3 separate regions of the Mus musculus genome follow, and all the other regions are linked to region 2. A link is a contact called in public Hi-C and HiChIP or PLAC-seq data. All regions are on one chromosome and are shown on one strand. Each heading gives the region's core, a stretch centred on a gene start, on an enhancer-like site or on the middle of the called end of the contact. The rest is flanking DNA. Distances are from core to core; before and after follow the strand shown.

The links. A called contact is a pair of places that touch in the nucleus more often than the background predicts. HiChIP or PLAC-seq counts read pairs in DNA pulled down with a chosen protein or histone mark.
Region 1: an H3K27ac HiChIP or PLAC-seq map of T-cell acute lymphoblastic leukemia shows a contact between it and region 2, with 3 times the contacts expected there. The contact joins the enhancer-like site here to the promoter of Wdr95 in region 2. A contact is called at or near these places in 4 of 39 promoter capture datasets (cranial neural crest, hippocampal neurons, maxillary cranial neural crest and 1 more), 2 of 484 Hi-C or Micro-C datasets (cerebral cortex and cortical neurons) and 6 of 115 datasets of contacts at active chromatin or transcription factors (SST interneurons, T-cell acute lymphoblastic leukemia, embryonic basal ganglia and 3 more).
Region 3: a Hi-C map of the N1E-115 cell line shows a contact between it and region 2, with 4 times the contacts expected there. The contact joins the enhancer-like site here to the promoter of Wdr95 in region 2. A contact is called at or near these places in 1 of 484 Hi-C or Micro-C datasets (the N1E-115 cell line) and 3 of 115 datasets of contacts at active chromatin or transcription factors (astrocytes, large pre-B cells and pancreatic cancer cells).

What each region holds. Positions count from the first base shown.
Region 1 is chr5:148,977,214-148,980,870 of GRCm38.p6, forward strand. All of the region lies in intron 4 of Gm15411 (a long non-coding RNA gene), which reads right to left. Among named protein-coding and RNA genes, the nearest start is that of 5930430L01Rik, 16 kb to the right of the region's middle. Within about 2 kb of position 1,463, at least 138 of the 459 cell types and tissues checked have an H3K27ac peak or open chromatin away from gene starts, as enhancers often do. A contact at or near this core is called in T-cell acute lymphoblastic leukemia, where this site is marked.
Region 2 is chr5:149,526,255-149,529,934 of GRCm38.p6, forward strand. Wdr95 (WD40 repeat domain 95) reads left to right here and starts at 2,425. Exons shown (of 23, transcript NM_029440.3): 1 at 2,425-2,517. All of the region lies in intron 1 of Gm15997 (predicted gene 15997), which reads right to left.
Region 3 is chr5:148,696,374-148,700,125 of GRCm38.p6, forward strand. No RefSeq gene overlaps it. Among named protein-coding and RNA genes, the nearest start is that of 2210417A02Rik, 44 kb to the right of the region's middle. Within about 2 kb of position 1,803, at least 31 of the 459 cell types and tissues checked have an H3K27ac peak or open chromatin away from gene starts, as enhancers often do. A contact at or near this core is called in the N1E-115 cell line, where this site is marked.

The DNA.
Region 1 (3,657 bases), core at 213-2,712, 550 kb before region 2:
GGGCACATGAGCAGACCAATAGAACCTGGCATACAGGACTGCTTATGGGCATCAATGGGTTAAGACAAAGTACTAGACAGCAGGATGTAGTGCCATATATATATATATACCTTTAATTCCAGGACTTGGGAGATAAAGGGATCTCCTTGAGTTTGAGGCCAGCCTGGTCCACATAGTGAATTCCAGTACAAGCAGAGCTGCATAGAGAGAACCTGTCTTGGCAAAAAGAAGAGGTGGAGGAGGAGGAGGAGGAGGAGGAGGAGGAGGAGGAGGAGCGGGAGAAGGAGAAGGAAGGAGAAGGAGGAGGAGGAGAAGAGAGAAAGGAAAAAAGGAAGGAAGGAAGGAAGGAAGGAAGGAAGGAAGGAAGGAAGGAAGGAGAAAGGTCGCAGGAGGGATGGGGCAAGATGGCACAGGGAAGGTCAGCAGAATTCCTCATCAGCACCTCACAAGCCCCTGACAAGAACCTGCTTAACAACAGGAAATAGAATCTGGCAGAGCAGGCAGCTCTAACTGTCTCTGTCTTACACGCCCTCCACCCCAAGGGCAGAGCTCAACCCAAATCCCCTCTCCTAGAAGCCAGGCTTCCCGAGGAACAGATGTTAGCAGAGCTCAGGAAATCCTCTTGTCATAAACCCCAGCCTTCCTGCAAGGCCACCCTCTTTGTGTCATCCAGGGGACTTTCAGACTGTAATCTGAGCGAGCCTCTGAATCCTAGCAGCCCCGTTGCCTGCTTTGTTCGTAGGAAATGGGTTTGAGTTAACTCAAAGATAGGAAGTGTCTCACACTTAAAAATAGCCCCTTCCATAATAATAAGCAAATACAAAATTCCACCAGTTAGGACCTGGCCCAGCTACTCTGTTAAGGGCAGTATTGCAGAGAGAGGCCTGGGGAAGCCTTAGTGTCGGCATGCACCTCTCTTGTGCTCTGAGTATATAACAGAGGTATTCTTGCAGAGAGGGTGGCTGCAGACAAGCAATGGCGCCATCAGCTAAAAAAGATCCCGTGGCAAGAAGCTTGTCAGTATGTGACAGTTTCCTGGGCCATGTGTTGTAACTGCCACGTTATGCCTCTATAGTTACAACCCTAGGAACCGTGGGAAACAACAGCTGCAACCCCTGGGGACGCCTCAAGAGGTAATCAATGCCCGGAAAAAAAAAAATACTTGGGCAGGAAAAGTTTTCCTTTATTTAGGTTCCATGGTGCCAAACAGCAGCGGGCTTAGGCAGGAATGTTACAGGCCGGTGCTTAGTGAGACTCTGGGACCTTTTAGCTCTAAAAGGTTATCAACTTACTGGGCTTGTCAAGCATAGACAGTCGGTTACAGGAGTCAACTTTCGGTTGTCATTGAAGTTCCTCTAAGCCTCTTGCTTTGCACCGAGCAAGCAAACAACCTCTAATCCCTCAGCTATGTAGTTCCAAGTACACCACAGAGCACTGAGCCACACACACGCCTTTGCCTCGTGTTCTGTGTGGTTGCAGGTTAACCAGGCCTTCAGTTCTCTGCAGTAATTCCTGCCCTCGTTGCACACCAAGCTCTGGACTGGCAGGTTCTGTTCTGACGTCCCTGTTTGGACATCGCTTATTCGTGAATGCCTGTTAGACCCGCCACACAGACAAGCCATCCGGGCTATTATTTTTAAAAGCGGGAGTGCATGGTTTTGTGTTTGGAGAGACTTCATGACACATTTGGGAATCCAGTATCAAAGTCTTTGCTTTCAGGAAGTGAGCATTGGAAGGTAGGCTGGCAGGGAAGATCACCATGCTGCAGCCCACAGCAGGCTGGCACGAACATCGCACCTGCTACCTGGAGCTTCTTTGAGACATCAGTCTTTGGTGTAAGATGCACAGGCTCGCAAGCCTAAACAAATGTGTGCTCTGCAGCCCAGTAATATAAAAGACACCCAAGTCGTCAGTCCCGATCTCCCCGAGCCCCCCTCTTCTTCCAATCCACTGATTTTCTAAAATGCATGGCTGTAGACTTTTAGTGCACTCGGGGTTCTTTATAATTAATTTCTACCTCAAAATTTAACATATATCTTATATAAATGATATCATTTATCATGTATATTATTCTGAGACTATGTGTAACCCAGGTTGGCTTTGAACTTGCTGCCCTCTTGTGTGCTAGGACTACAGGGATGGGCCTTTCCTTTCTCCTCTCCCTTCCCTTCTCCTCCCCCACCCCCATCTTTGCCTCTGTCTCTGTTTTTGTTTCTCAATTTCGCTCTGTCTCTCTATCACCTTTCCTTTCCTGTTCCCTCCCCTCCCCTCCCCTCTGTCTGTCTGTCTTCTGTCTGTCTGTCTCTCCTCTCCTCTCTCTCTGTGTGTGTGTGTGTGTGTGTGTGTGTGTCTATCTGTCTGTCTGTCTGTCTGTCTGTCTCTGTCCCTCTTTCTCTCACTGCTCCAGGGTCTCACTGTATAGCCCTCAACATCTCCAGCTGCTGGGACTGAAGTCTGTGATACCTTGCGTGGTAGAGATATTCTCCGTCAAATTCAGAAACTAGCTTCCTTTCAAGGTTACTCAAGTCAGAGAAAAGTTCTGCTGGAACGTTCTCATTTTCTATTTGTTTCTATAGATGCAGTAGTCATGGGGGCGACATACAGAGAGGTAAAGGAGCAATGACTGCTCAGAACTCTTTACTTTTATATATTTATTTTGGAGAGGGAGGGTGTTTCTGCTACAGCATGCATGTTGGGGGCTGAGGGGCAAGTTGCATGAATCACTCACTTCTCTCTACCATGTGGATTCCAGAAGTTGAACTCTGTTCAGTAGGCAAATGCTTTGACCCAACAAGCCATCTTACTGACTCCCGGGACGATTTAATTTATAAAATTATTTTAAATTTTGTATATGTGTGTCAGTCCCTGTGTTAGTCTGTGCTTGGAAATGCAGATCCCCTAGAGGTGGTTACCAGCAATTGTAAGCTGACTGACTTCGGTGCTGGGAACTGAACTCAGGTTCTCTACAAGAGCATCAAGTGCTCTAACCACTAAGCCAGCTTCCTAGCCCCAGAACAACTCGACAATACACTTCCCCCCCACCCCCCGTTCTCTTAATCTCGACTTCCCACAAAATACAACGCTAAATATTTCAGAAGCCTGAGGATTGTGCCTGGCATTGTGTCTGAATACTGACCACTTTCCTGGGGACAGGAAACTAGGACCCTTGTCCATCCAGTCTCCAGCAGGCTATCATAATTCAAAAATAAATAAGTGAGCTCAAATGGCCTCCTGTTATTAAATTTTTAATTAAATATAAAAAACGAAGTCGCCTGCTCTTCTTCTGCTCTTAGCACAGCTCCTACTGGCTGTAGGAAAGAATTTTAATAGAAAAAATAAGATAGGATAATTAAATAACTAGTGCAGGAGTGATCCAGTGGAAACCACTAAGAATAGTGCATCAATGTGTTGTTATGGTCAAAGCTAGTGTAGCTGAAAACATGACCAAACCCACATGTCACAAACCCAGAAGTTAGCACATCCTGGCCTCCCTGGACACCCAGGAAGCCCCACCTCCTACCGGACACGCCCTCTTACCAGCTCTAGCCCCACCTCCTACTGGACACGCCCTCTTACCGACCCTAGCCCCACCTCCTACTGGACACTCCCTCTTACTAGCCCTAGCCCCACCTCCCACTGGACACTCCCTCTCACCAG
Region 2 (3,680 bases), core at 1,175-3,674:
GTGGGAAAGTCTGGGCCAACCCTACTACTCCCTAAGGCAGTACTACGGGGGCGGGGGCGGGGCTGGGGGGTGGGGTGGGGGCTGGGGGACGGGGATGGGATCAGCTTTCATCTGTACTTAAGGAAGGATGCTTCAAGAACATTATCCCTCAGACAGTGTTCTGGGATTTGTGACCCTGTTGAGGAACCTGATGAGAGACTGTGATTGGTTGGGGCGATCTGGTCACAGACAATGGTATCTGCTTGAGACAGAGAAGCAAGCTCCCCTCCTCCACAGCATCTCTGTTCAGTGAATGTGTTTACATCGGGCTGACTGTGGGTCATTAAGCCCCAGTGATAGGAAACTTTTAGGAGAGGAAACCATTCGTGCATACACAGGAAATAGAACTCAGTTGGCAAAATTTTCCACCCTGTGTAGATCTGAAACCACGGTCCGCAAGGTGCTTTAGGGGACCTTCCTCAACACACTGCTGTTTCCCCCAGAATGCTACGGAAGCTTTCTACTGGTGACTCAATGTTTTAAACTTTTCCTCTTGAGTCAGAGATGAACCGAAGCCCAGCGAGGCTCAGGGTGAAGAGGAAAGCTATTGTCTGGCCTTTGGCTTCCGTCATGGGGTGGGGCTTGACTGCTTAGCAACTGAACAGAAATCTGTGCCAAGGGAGGCTAAGAACCCCCTGTAAAGCTTGCCTCGGAGCTTGGCACAGCGAAACCAGATTGTTTGTTGGTTTGTTTTTTCCCCACTGCCTGCCACCCGTTCGTGATGTTACCGGTTACCGTGTGGCCCATGCCCCTCGGATGGCTCCAGATCACCTGGTTTCATTCATTCACTGTGTTTCACGGACTTTGACGTCCCAGAACGGAATGATCATCATTGTCTCTATAAAGACCTCAAACCAAGATACGATTTAGTGAGAAAGGGGACACAGCTGAGAGAGACCATGTCTGAAAACTAGGACTTGTATACATCCTCCATTAAATCTAAATTAAAATTAAGGTAGATTTTTTTTCCATCCATCTTGGGCATTTCCAAACTGACTTAGAGGTCTGGGGTGTACCTCAGTGGTAGAGTGCTTACCTAACATTTATAAGGTCCTGGGTTCAGCGTCAGAATTCTGTCTAAACTCCACCCCACAGTTACCTGGCAACAGGCAGGTAGGCCTGACCCACTATAAAAGGGGCTGCTTGCCCACTCCTCTCCCTCTTGTTCTCTTGCTCTCTTGTTCCCACTCTGTCCCCTCGCCTCTTCCCCGCCCCCCTCCACGTGCTCATGGCTGGCCTCTACTCCTCTACTTCTCTACTCTCCCTCTCTCTGCCTTTCTCTGCCTCCACTGCCCTCTTAACTCCCCTCCCCATGCCCTGAATAAACTCTATTCTATACTATACTATACTATACTATACTATACTATACTATACTATACCTGTGGCTGGTCCCTCATGGGGAAGGGATGCCTCGGCATGGGCCCGCTGAGACATTCCCTTCTCCCACACCTCACCACACCTCATAGCACATATCTCCTATTTATTTATTTATTTATTTATTTATTTATTTATTTATTTATTTTAAACACATCATTCAGGACTGAAGGAAGAAAGACAAAACTCATGGAAATGATTTTAAGTGATTCTTAATAATTCATATTTAAAATTACAACATTTCTGCTTCTTAGACTTCAACTACAGTTTCATCTGGTACTAAGGTCACCTGCCCAGAGACCTGGTGTGAAGCGAAGCGGTAGGCAAGACAGAGAAGCCCTGTTCTGAGCTGGCTGTCCTCCCGCTTAAGGAGCAGCTGTCTTAGTGGCCTCCCAAGCACCAACGCCAGGGCACCCGCGCCAGCTGCCACACTGGAGCTGCCGGAGTTCCACACCAGTAGAGTTTTATGTAAGGGCTTCAAAGCTACAGCAGCCACCGCAGTAGCTCTGACCTGGCCTTTCATGTCTCAGTCCAGACAAACGCGTGATTGAAGAAAGGATTCATCCAAGCCCGTGTCACATTGGCCATCTGGAAACCCGCCAGCCGCTCATTTAGCAAATTACTTTGTTTAAAGGCAGCTCTGTGTTCCAGCGTTTGTGCTACCAGGATGGGTCTCATAATTCCTCCGCCTTGGTTTATCCGCTCGGCTCCTCTCGATCTGCCTAGCAACTTAAAAGACTGTTAATGCGTGACAAGGCACTTGACCCGCATGATTTTCGAGCGGAGGGAGAGCATTCGTCTTGTGCTGGCTTGTCCTCTCCTCCAAAGCAAGGGCACGACGCCCCGCGCTCTCTGTCTTAATGAAGCCTGCCTTTATTAAGAAGCCCATTAAGCTCCACAGGGCCCAGCCATCCAGCACTGTAAATATTACCCCATAGAAATTCACATAGGGCCCTGGCGCGGGGTGGGGGATGGGGAGTACGGTAAGCGCTCACCCATTCTGCCAGTCTGGAGGAGACCTCAGCTCTCTGTTGATGGAAGGCTGTTGCTGTTTGACAGGCTGATGCCTCTTTGTTTGGAAAGATGAGTTAGAATCGTTAGCAGGTAATGTCACAAGGCCCCTGGGGTGGTTTGAATAAAAGAGTTGGAAGCAACCTGACTACAGAATAGCAATGAGTTCTCAGGTGTCTGATCTGGATTTTCTTCTTCCAAAAGAGGAAAGAAAGAGGAAAAAGGAGCCCACAGAGGCTGAGATGGTTTCTTATCAGGATGTTGCGGGTCACTTTGTCCTGATATGGTTTATCATCTGTCATTGACCAGGGCAAATGATCTTGGTGACTGTTGTTTCCATAAATTGCTCATCTGGGGTCGTGGTATTCTTAAGTCTGGAAGCTAGAAGCTCAAATCAGTGAGTGGATCAAAGACATATCGTGTGTTCAGTATCTAGCTAGGCCCTTTAAGGGGGCGGGGGGGGGGGGAGGATCACACAATAAATGTGCTTTGGGAAGTTTTTTTTTTTTTTTTTAAAGTGTGTCTATTTAGTGACTAGTAAAGACTCGGACTGGGTGTCAAATGTTGATGTGATTTGGGCCAAGGTTGCCTTAGTCCTCTCTTGGAATTATTTTTAGAGGTAACTGAATTAGTGATGACATATAGTAAGAACTCAACCGTGCTACTTGATATGTTTTGTAAAGCGCGGTATGCTTCACTGGGAGGGGGTGTCTTAGTGGGTGCCCCCTGTCCCCAGGTACCAGTCATACAACACGGGTCTAGTATAAAATGTTCACTTGAGGCATGGGAAGGGGGTTGAGAAAGGAGTTGAAGTAGAGAAAAAGAAGGGACAGAAAAAGATGGGGAGAGGGAGGGTGGGGGGGTCAGAGAAAGAGAGAGAGAGAGAAAGGGGTCAGAGAGAGTGAAGAGAGGCCAAACAGTTCTTTTTATAGCAACCCAGGCTCCCACCTGGCTGTTGCTAGGTAACTAACTGTTGGGAGGAACCTAGAAGGAATGCTAACGTGCTAACACTAATAACACCAGGTATGGGATAGCTATCCTCGGTATTGGCACCGCTAAAGTAGTCACTGGACTGGATCGAGGGAAGAGAGCTTTATGAGCCAACTCCATACATGTACCAACTCCAGGTAGGGAGAGGGCGGCCTGTGAATGGCACTGCATAAACCGGGCACAGCCTTGGTGGGCAGGGAAAGAAGTGGGTAGGTAGCTAGGTGGACTGGAAGGAAGCTCGAGTTCAGAGCACAGGAGTGGAGATG
Region 3 (3,752 bases), core at 553-3,052, 830 kb before region 2:
TGTGCTCAGTAGTAATTCTTCTCATTAGCGATATCCCTCCTGTTTTCTCCCACTAAATTAGGAACAGCTATTCCATCCTAATCATATTTAATTTTACACCATTAGTATTCATGCATACTAATTCTTAGGGTCCTGTAAAATAGGCAAGATAGGCTTCATTTCCTCGTGAAGACTGAAGTAAACAGACCCTGAACTAATCAGCCACAGTCAGGAGCTAGAAAGCCTGTTGTTCGGGTTCTGACTCATCTCCTTGACTTCAGAGTACCGTCTCCTTCCCTGAAATCACACTAGTCTCCAAGATGACCGCATTTTCAGACACTGGGGGTGGGGTGGGGATGTTGGGTGCTGTAGATTATAATTTGTAATTAAACACTTAGTGGCAAAGACAGAATAAAGAGAATCAGGGACAACTTTAACATTTGACAGTTTCATTTCCATAAGTCATAAAAATACTTATAAGTCAGTGAGTTAAAATGGGGATACATTATTTTCTGAAGAGACATCCTTGATGACCCAGTCTAGATTCGGTCTGATGGCATTTCCATATTTTCTCTCTTTCCTTCCTGGTGTGAGTCTGTGTGCATGCAAGCGTGTACATGCATGTGTGTGTGCTTGTGTGTGTGCACAACTGTATGTGAGTATGTGTGTGCCAGTGTGTATGTAAGTGTGGGTGAGTATGTGTGATCTAATGTGTTGAGTGTGTGTGAGTGTGTGAACTAGTGTGTGAGTGTGTGTGTATGTGTGTGTGTGTGTCTGTCTCTAGCAGTGTTACATGAATGCTCAACTCTAAGTAGTTAGGCACCCAAATATTGCCACAATCTAGGGCTGGGCAAAGTAGCAGGTGGACAGGAACTATCTGCGTTGTGTATCTCTTGAGGCACTTGCACTACTAGATTGTGGCCCACTTCTTTAAAATAAGCCTTTTAATTGGACATAGTTTGTTTTAACAGTCTCAATGTCCCCAACATGAGTATCTACCTTACTGTAGTCAGTTATGCTGCCTGGTAACTTCTTTAACAATGGCTTTTTCCTGTGGTGTGAGAGTAAATTCTGGGAATACAGCCAGAGGCTTTTCTTAGGAACTTCAATATCTGGGGTTCTATCAACTCCTTCAGGGTTTGTTTTAAAGGCATTTGAGGAAGGATCCAGAGACCCCAGGGCAGTACGACCCCATGTGACCTGCTTTGAAGTGGAGCTTTGCATCGTACTGTGTTAAACGAGCCTGGAATCCTATTTTTACTGTCATACCCACAACATAGACTTAGATTTTAACTTAGCTTTAAGAATATATTCTTTACTCTTTCTGCCCCCTCGGCTCTTATCCCAATAAATCCTGTTTGACGAATTCAGGCCAAGGGCAGTTCTCCCCAGAGATACGAGATTCTCCTTCATCCGGATTGTGTCGTTCCAAGTCCTAGCCGGAGCCAGGTGGTCTCAGCCAAGCCTGGAGCAGCCTGATGCCAGGCCCACGCAGCCTGAATCTTTAAGCAGCCCAGCAACGCGGAGCCTGGGGGTCTGCCAAGGGTACAAGGAGAAAGTCTTTCAAAATGTCAAGCTAACGGCTCTCCCAAGGAGGATGGAGGCGTTGAGAATGGACAGAGGACCAGAAAGAGGTGTTGGTAGAAACTTGGGCTCAAGTCTCTCCACTCCCTCAGTGCAGGAGATTGCATCTTCAGAGAGGAACGGGATACTTGAGCATCTTAGAATGACGCTCGGTGCCCGAGCCGGCCCACTTCTGCTCTGCACAGATGCCTCTGGAAAGAGGTGTCTCCTGGGGGCACAGCTTGCCTCACAGAGATGGATGCCTTCAAAGACACAGTCTTGGAAGGCGGCAGGCGTCTGAGAGGGACAGGGCTGGCATCCGTGCCTGTCTATATTCCAAGCTTTCTCTTTAAGACATCCGCTCTGTCCTCGCCAGTCTTTCCAGAAGATTCCACTCAAACGGAGTGGTTGCTAAGCCCATTCAAAACAAATGTCCAATATTTCTTAATTAGCACAAATGAACTTGACGTACAATATTTACATGGTGCTATTTTTCGTTTACTTTCTTCTTCTTCTTTTTTTAATCAAACAAGAGTTTCATGGTGCTTCACTTTTCTTGTTATGTGCGGTTTTATATTTGAACTGCTCACTGGGCTTGGGGGACTCGGGGCTCTGGCTGCCAGATCTTGTGAGTGAAGGCAATCTGGGATTCTCCTCTTCAGCCTGTGAAGCAAGCAGTCAGGGCCAGATTAGGAGACCTTTCTAAAGGAGAAAGAAGAGGGGAGACACTGTGAACCCACAGACACGCCACAGGAAGAAGGGGAGACAGTACACAAAGGCTATGTGTGGAGATCCAGAGAATTATGGCTGATCTCAAAAGGCAAATACATAGAAAGTTCTAGAAACCTTGGCGTCCACTGCTTCCATTTAAATATTGCTTGGGGCAAGGTTTTTTTTTTTTTGTTTTGTTTTGTTCTGTTTTTTTTGTTTGTTTGTTTGTTTTGTTTTGTTTTGTTTTTCTTGTTTTCCAAAGCCCTTTGTCATAACCAGGATGAAATAAACGGGAGTATCAGGAGACAGCGATTGTGAATGCCTCTCCAGGTACCTGGGGCGGGTCTTCATTATTCTTCCTGTTTTCTTTATCATCCTGTTTCTGTCTCTTCTCTGCAAAATCCAGAGTTCTGGGGGGAGGGGGGTTGTTTGTTTTGTTTTGTTTTGTTTGGAGGCATGAAGAGAAAGAAATGGTCAAGGACCAAGGGTCAGGTGGCCTGGCGGCACAGGCCTCTCACCTTTAGTCCTTTGAAGCAGGAGGGCCACAAGTCCATGTCCATGGCATACCTGAGCAACTTAGTGAGAGTTTGTGTCAACAATTAAAAAGGAAAGGAAAGGGGCTTTGGGTGTAGCTCTGTCTGGCACACACAAGACTCTACTTTGAATTTGCAGTGCTAAATAAATAAATATTTAAAAGAGGGCGAGAGGGGGCTGGTGAGATGGCTCAGCGGTTAAGAGCACTGACTGCTCTTCCAAAGGTCCTGAGTTCAATTCCCAGCAACCACATGGTGGCTCACAACCACCCATAATGAGATCTGACGCCCTCTTCTGGTGCATCTGAAGACAGCTACAGTGTACTTATGTATAATAATAAATAACTCTTATAAAAAAGGGGTGGAGGGCTAGAGAGATGGCTCCGAAGTTAAGAGGACATACTGCCTTTGCAAAGGTCCTAAGTTCAGTTCCCTGCACCCGCATCAGGCTGCTTGCAAGCACCTGTTCTGGCTTCTATATGAATAAAAATAAATCCTCAACAAATAAAAATGAGAAATAAAAGGAAGAATGTTGTAGGGGGTGGTTCAGGAATCTGCATACAAATGCTGAAGTTCTCTTAATTGACCAATAAAGATGCTAGTAGCCAATGGTTGGGCAGAAGAGTCGAGACGTCCAGGTTCACGCAGGCAAGCTAGGAGGCGCAGGAGGAAAAAAGAAGATTCAACATGCTTAGGAGGGAGAGAGAGAGAGAGAGAGAGAGAGAGAGAGAGAGAGAGAGAGAGAGAGAGCTACCAGCCATGTGAGATGGAGTGACCATTGGCCTCTTCCCCAGCTAGGCCTGGGGGTAGCAGGCAGGAGATTACAAATGCAACTAAGCTGAGGTCAGATTTAGGGTGCTGAGCATGAAGAAGGTAACTGTGCAGCTAAGTTGAGGGCAGATTTAGAGGCTCTGAGCTGGGAGTGAAGGTTAGGGCAGGTTATCCCCAGGAGGCTTAGAAGTGTCC